Linked DNA regions of Mus musculus: region 2 is linked to region 1. The links are chromatin contacts, called in public promoter capture Hi-C maps. All regions are on one chromosome and are shown on one strand. The core of a region is the stretch at or near the end of the contact, and the rest is flanking DNA. Distances in the headings are between cores, read along the strand shown. Region 1 holds the start of Entpd2 (ectonucleoside triphosphate diphosphohydrolase 2). Region 2 holds the start of Obp2a (odorant binding protein 2A).

What was found. Capture Hi-C pulls out chosen DNA fragments and counts their contacts.
Region 2: a promoter capture Hi-C map of adipose tissue shows a contact between it and region 1. The contact joins the promoter of Obp2a here to the promoter of Entpd2 in region 1. A contact is called at or near these places in 1 of 115 datasets of contacts at active chromatin or transcription factors (pancreatic cancer cells) and 2 of 9 other capture datasets (adipose tissue and pancreatic islet).

The regions. Positions count from the first base shown.
Region 1 is chr2:25,394,204-25,397,645 of GRCm38.p6, forward strand. Entpd2 (ectonucleoside triphosphate diphosphohydrolase 2) reads left to right here and starts at 1,671. Exons shown (of 9, transcript NM_009849.2): 1 at 1,671-1,886; 2 at 3,193-3,310. The coding sequence starts at 1,770.
Region 2 is chr2:25,698,386-25,701,827 of GRCm38.p6, forward strand. It overlaps Obp2a (odorant binding protein 2A), which reads left to right and starts at 1,689. Exons shown (of 7, transcript NM_153558.1): 1 at 1,689-1,792; 2 at 2,325-2,458; 3 at 2,694-2,764; 4 at 3,177-3,290. The coding sequence starts at 1,706.

The sequences.
Region 1 (3,442 bases), core at 421-2,920:
TTTAGCTTCTGACATGGTGAGAAAACTGAGGCAGGGCAGCTAAGATTCCAGGTCTAACAGGAAGCCCCAGACAAGGGGGGGGGGAGGCTCTGACTCTAGGCTTCCACATTCCTCTGCTTGAGCCAGAGCCAAGCCACACACATAACACATCTGGAGCCCACCCTGCCCAGGGACTCAAGCCACTGCCCCTCCTTTAGCCCTGGCTTGTCCTGGCTGTTCCTAGCCCTCAGCCTTCCACCCTTCTTGGCAGGCTAATCTGGGTCCTTGGCCATGAGTGTCTCCCCAGGGAAGGGATCAGAGGTCTTGCCCCACCTCTGTCTCATCTTTTCAGGTCCCCAGTTGCCCTTCAGGAAGCCCTGTTGGGCTTGAAAGAGGGGTGCTGACTGGCTGGTAGCTCCCCAGAACCACAGCCTTTTCATACAGTGTCCCCTCCTTTCCTGGCCTCTGGTGCCTCTGCCCCTTCTGGCCTATCAGGAACGGACAAAAGAACTTGGGGGGGGGGAGCATGGGATGGGAGAGCTAGCAGGAAACTGGAGCCTCATGTCCAGTGCTGACCACACCCAGAGATTCCCTTCTGGAGTCTCACAAGCTGGGCTTTGAGGAGATTGAGTCACCTCCAGGGTTCTTCCCCTCTGGGGTCCTGAGCTGGAAGAAAGAATCCTTTGCTGGGCCTGAAACACCAGACCCTCAGCCAGGGCAGCAATCCCAGGCCTATTGTCCTTGCCTGTTCAGTAGCCAAGGCATCGCCCTGATGCCAGCAGCAAAGGCTATTCTTCAGCTATGGCAGCCCTGCTCCCTGGTGGTCTCACCACATGGCTCCCTGCTGCCTCATGGATGGGATTCTTTGTGTTTCTGGAATTCCCATGTTGTAAGGGCATGAAGAGGCATGGCTGCTGGCCAAGAAGTCCTGTCTGTGTGCCTGGTCCGGCTAGCTTACTGGGTCAGGAGGAGGGGGAGGGTTAGGTCAGAGCCAGCACTTTCCCAACCCCCAGCCAGTGTCCAGGAACTTCTTGTTGACCAAGATGCAAGCTTGCTTTGGAACACTTTTTCTGTAGAATGAGACCTATGTAACTTGTCCCCCTGTTCCCCTGTAACCTCCTCAATTTAGGTCTCTGTGTCTGTCTCCTAGGCAAAGAGGGCAGTAGGGGTGGTCAAGGCCCGGAGAGACAGAGAGCCTCATCTGCCCTCAATTTTCCGTTTGGGTTGTATGATGGCAGGTCATCCTTGCCCTTTTCAGTGAGGAGACACTCGGTGATCATTAGTCCGAGAAGTCGTCACAGCAGCCTGTGCTGGCTCCACAAGCAGATGCTGAACCCCTGTGCCCTTCTGAGCCTCGATCCAGTAGTTGAAACTTAATTATATCGGCAAAGGGGTCTGGCTTGCCCTTCCCTGGCCAGAAACAAATTTGGCTCCGAGGGCACAGCAAGACAACCAGCCAAACCCCAACACCGGGTATCCTTTTCCAGGACAGAGCTGGGCATTCCCTATGCTGGGTGGACAAGAAGGAAGAACGTGACTGATAGCTGTGGAGCCACCAAGCCAAGAACCTGCGGAAGGAGTGGTGGTGCGGCTGAGTCACCTACACGCTTCACTCACCTGAGTCTTCCAAAGAGGGAGGGCGGACTTTGGGCAGGTCCCTCGGTGGGAGGGCCTTAACGTGGGCGGGGCCTGTTACAGCCCCGCCCCGGAGCCTAACTCTGGGGCCCCGGCCACCGGGCCTCCCGCTGCCTGCTGTCCGGGGTCCCTGCTGTGTTCTCCCGCGTGCTCCCATGGCTGGAAAGTTGGTGTCACTGGTGCCACCCCTGCTGCTGGCTGCCGTGGGCCTCGCCGGCCTCCTGCTACTGTGCGTCCCTACCCAAGACGTCCGGGAGCCGCCCGCCCTCAAGGTGCTCGCGCTCACTGCGGCGCTGGGAAGCAGCTGGCCTCGGGGTTAGGGGGTGTCTGTCTGGGACTGTAGGCGCGCGCCAGAACGCCCTGCGCTCTCACACCAGCGCGGGACTGTGCCTCGGGCCCGGTCCTAGATTCCGCACTTCGTTTTACTGAGTCCGCGGGGTGACAGCGACGCTTCCGGAGCTCCAAGGCACTGGAGGCAAAGTTCGTGGGAATTCCCTTCTTTCGGCTTCGCGATGGAGCTGCAAGAGCGGCAGAGGAGCTTTCTTCCTGCTCCCTTCATGCCGTCTCCCCGGGCTGTGGCAAGAACCCCCGCCCCAAGTCCAGCGCCATTTCCAGGCAGCATTTCGAGCACGCCGTTAGAGAAGGGCTTTGGTTCTAGACAAAGCTCAAGATAAGGGACAGCACACACTAGGTACCTCCAACCCCTCTCAGACCAAGGTCTGAACGGGTGACACTTGAAAGAGGGCAAAGGAAGCTAGCTGGTTCTAAAGGGGTCTCCATCACCAATCCTCAGCCTTTAACCGTTTGTTGGTCTTTTGCTGAGTTTGCGTGGGGACTAGCCATCTCAGCCCCAGGGACCTAGAAGGGAAGGGGAAGAGCTCTGTAGCCATGCGGGATGGGCTGTGGGGTGTGGGAGTTGAATCCTTGTATCTGCCTGGCTCTGGAGGAGTTCTCTGCTGTGCAGGAGGACTGCAGCAGCCCTTTCCCAGGCTAGAACTGGCATATGCCCCAGGTTGGTGTCCAGCCAGGCTCCCTGAGTTGGAGCCCAGCCCCTTGGAGCTGCAAAGAAGGCCCATCTGATGCCCTTCTCTGCTCTGCAAAACCAGCCTTCCCTGTTCCTGGCTTTTAGGCCCAGGCAGGGGCATGGATTGGAGACCTTTCCATTCAACCTCAGTCTTCTTTCCCAGTGGGCCTTACTTCCACATCCTATGGTTAGGCCAAGGTCCCAGCAGACACTGGAGAGTGGGGAAGGAAAGAAGAGAAGCCTTTATGTTTGCTTCTCCTAAATAGAGCAAAGTTCCAGATGGGACCCTCTGCCCCTGGCACAGCCAGCCTGCCCCTCAGTTGCCAAGATGTCTACTTTCTGGTGTCAGTGCCATCCTCAGGCAGCTGGGGGAGGGGTATCAACACAGGAAGTCACCTAGTCAGTCCCCTTCCAGTCAAGCTGTATCCCTGTGAATGCTCTGGGCTGACCCTGAGCTTCAGTGTGTAATTTGATACATATCTGTTGGGAATGGAAAGCTGGAGTGTGAGAGGAGCCCTACACCCCTCAGGCTAACCTACCACATCCACCCACAGTATGGCATCGTTCTGGATGCTGGCTCTTCACACACATCCATGTTTGTCTACAAGTGGCCAGCGGACAAGGAAAATGACACAGGTATCGTGGGCCAGCACAGCTCTTGCGATGTTCGAGGTGAGCATGGCCTTCGGTTCCTGTTCAGTCTTAGCTTTGCAGGCCCAAATGGTCATTCCCCCTCTGCTTGTTGCTAGGTGGGGCCCATTCAAGGCAGGAGTTCAAAAGGAGAGGCTGGCTTCTCTGGAGTGA
Region 2 (3,442 bases), core at 439-2,938, 300 kb after region 1:
TGTTCTTCTCCTGTTCAAGGATTGAGACTTGTGCCTATGTGGGGACATGCTTACAGGAATAATTCAGGCATGGTATGGAGGACAGCCTGACAGGTACAGAGGCCTCCCCCATGACACAGAGCTGCTAACCCGATTCCTGATTTCTCCTAAAGGGCATTGGCCCCACCCTATCACAGACTTCCTGCTCAGCACCTTCTATACTAACGTCAAAACCCGAGCCATGCCAGCTCCTCAGCACAGTCCAGGGCTTGTCACAGAGCCCTCACTGATATTGTGTATGGATATTTGAGCCTGTCCACCTTTGGTCCAGAGAGGCACAAAGATGCCATTGTGGGACTAGCACCTGTCCCCAGGGCCATGGAGTGTGGACAGTCCCATAGGAACTGAAACCCTTCTTCAGAGATGACTTCTGTGACTCAGGGCAGGTGGCTAAGTCCAGGAACTGCAGAGTTTGGAGTGGAAGGCAGAGTTCCCAGTGGGAGGGAAGGTGAGCTGAGGCCAGAAGCCAGGGCAGGCTTCACTGAACTCAGAACACAGGTCAGCACGTGGACTCATGGTGCCTCGTGCATCCATTTGTCTGTAGGGAATGAGACCTGGCTGTGTTGAGAGCCTGTGGGTGCTCAAAGCTAATGAGAAGGAAGGCTGTGGACTCCAGAGGTGAGAGGTTCAACAGGAGCACAGGGGTGGTTCAGGACAGGCTGTGATGGAGCCTGGCTCTCCATCCCATGTCAGGGCACAAGATGGCAAGAAACGAACACATATATGGACCTCAGATGTATCAAGGCAGTCCCAGCTTTGCAAACGTCCTGTCAGTGGGCCCTCAGAGGAGGGAGCAACAAAAGGTCAAGTCCCCTTGTTGGGCATGAACCCCCAGGAGTCACAGACGTGAACCCTTTCCCTGATTCATTTAGAGGACACATACTCATGACCCTAATGCGTGGCTGGAATTCTTCATGCAGCCAACTTACAAGTGAGATGTAGGGAAAGTGAACTCTACCTGGTGGTTCAGTAGATGGGCCTTGGCCGGTTTGTGAAAAAGGCCCAAGACATCTTAGAGTAAGAAGTGCTCTGTAGAGAGCACGGCTGGCCTCATTGCAGGATGAAGTGGGTCAGGGGTCATGGTATTCCCTAGTGGCAGGGTGTCTACCTTGATGATATTTTGTGACCCCACTTACAGGGAAGCCCTGATGGGGCATCCAGGCGGGGAAGGGACAATGAGGTGAGTCCCCAGGCAGGGGCCAAGCCATCTGGGACCCAGAAGATGGTCTCTGGTTGTGAAACTCAGCCTGGTTCTCAGCAGCAGGAGATCAGAGGCCAGATCTCAGGGATCATAGCTCAGGGCAGCCATGGGCAGATGCAGGGCAGGTGTGTGAAGGGAAGCCTGGCCCTCCCCCTCTACCCGAGTTACTCATTCCCCAGGGTCCTTTGTGAGCACAGCACTTGGGTGGCGCAGACCTTCCAGAGCATTGTGTGTCTTTCTTTATCTGCAGGTGACACTGAGTTGATATTCATCAGATCCCAACAACAACAACCTTCAGCTCCATGATGGATGTGTGTTTGGCCATGAGAGATGGACAGGAGGGACATGGCTAGTGCCAAGTGGGCACACGTCCCTGTCCATGGGAGATATAAAGGGCACCCTGTGAGGAGCCAGAGGACACTCTGCCCAGGTGACCTGCCTTGTGTGAGAGCCCAGTGCCTGGAGATGAAGAGCCTGCTCCTCACCATCCTGCTGCTGGGGCTGGTGGCTGTCCTGAAGGCTCAGGAAGCCCCGCCAGATGACCTGGTGGATGTGAGGATGGGAGGGACAATGGGTGGTGGCAGGAGATGGCCTGGCCTACTGCTTGACGCTGAGGGGAAGGATGTTACCTTGAAGGTTGAGTTTGACTCCATACTTCATCTCAGCAGTCTGATCAAGGACTCCTGAGTCCTTCTGTTAGAAGATAGGGGCCTCCCTGAAAACATGGGTCCTCCGAAGACTTGAGTTAGAAGAAAGAGCAGATTTGGGTGGAGGATCCTTGTTCAAGTAAAGCTCAGAGCTAGAACATTTAGAGCAGGACGTTCCGGGCAGAGGATTCATCCAGTGCCCTCTTTGACGTGTAGACCTCAATGAGTGCATTCACTGGGATGGGGGAAGACACTTCTGCCATCATGGGATTGGGTACCCAAGTGCTGGTATCTCTCTATTGACCACACGTCTTGGAACATGTGAGGTTAGCTCACCTCAGTGGCTGCACCCTGGGCTCAGGAGCTAGCTCATATGCTGGACCCTGGGGTAGACTCCTGGGAAGGCTCGGGTGTGCTCACAGTTTTGTCTCCTACAGTACTCTGGGATCTGGTACGCAAAGGCCATGGTACACAATGGTACCCTACCCAGTCACAAGATACCCAGTATAGTTTTCCCTGTGAGAATAATAGCTCTGGAAGAAGGAGACTTGGAGACCACAGTTGTATTCTGGTACGTGTTTCCTACTGGAACTCTCTGCAGTTTTTCTCTCACTTGCTAGCCATTATATTTGAGTTGGGGTAACTAAGAGATTCCTACCTTTGAAGAGACACAGTCTCAAGGTAGTACCTTAAAAGTAGAACAGGAGTGACACAGAGTTTAATGGGTCACCTGGCCAGGACTGATGATCGAAACAGGCCTTAGTTATGTTGCTGAGAGCAGCTGCCTGTGGGCTTGTGTTTTACAGGAACAATGGTCATTGCCGTGAGTTTAAATTCGTGATGAAGAAAACAGAAGAGCCTGGCAAATACACCGCTTGTGAGTCCCTGTGCCTCATTGTTTCCTACAGTGGCAAGCCCTGGGGAGGGTGGGTCCCTGCCTGCTCTAACTCATAGGACAGGCCATCAGTCACTTCCTGTTCTAGAGGTCCTAAAAGCGGAGTCATTCTTGCTCCCCTATCCAGCTCAGCTCTTGACCCATGAGGATCCAAAGACAGGAAAGCCAGAAAGGAAGGGGCTTGGCCCTAAGGGGCAACCTCAGTTCCCACCTTCCACAAACTTCATTGCTGGGCTTGGCAGCTTCTGTGGGAGATGGCTCCTGTCTAACTATGGGGACCACAGAAAGGCCAGGACTAGACTTGCTGGGTGTCCTGGGTGACCACCAAAGTGTTCCAAGGTCTTAGGTGTTCAGTGTCTCTATGAGACACTTAGCTATTTCTGCTTATCTGCAGTTCATAACACGAAGGTTATTCATGTGGAAAAGACGTCGGTGAATGAGCACTACATTTTCTACTGCGAAGGCCGGCACAATGGGACGTCGTCATTCGGGATGGGAAAGCTCATGGGTGAGGTGCCATGGAAGCCCCATGTCCCGTCCCTGGTCTCTACTTCTGGTAGCCACGAGAAGGGCAGGAGATGGGCCTGGCACTGGTGCTGCCCAGGAAATGTGTGAGATCCAAAGTGGAAAATGGGGAAAACTGCTTAGGAATGGGGTTTG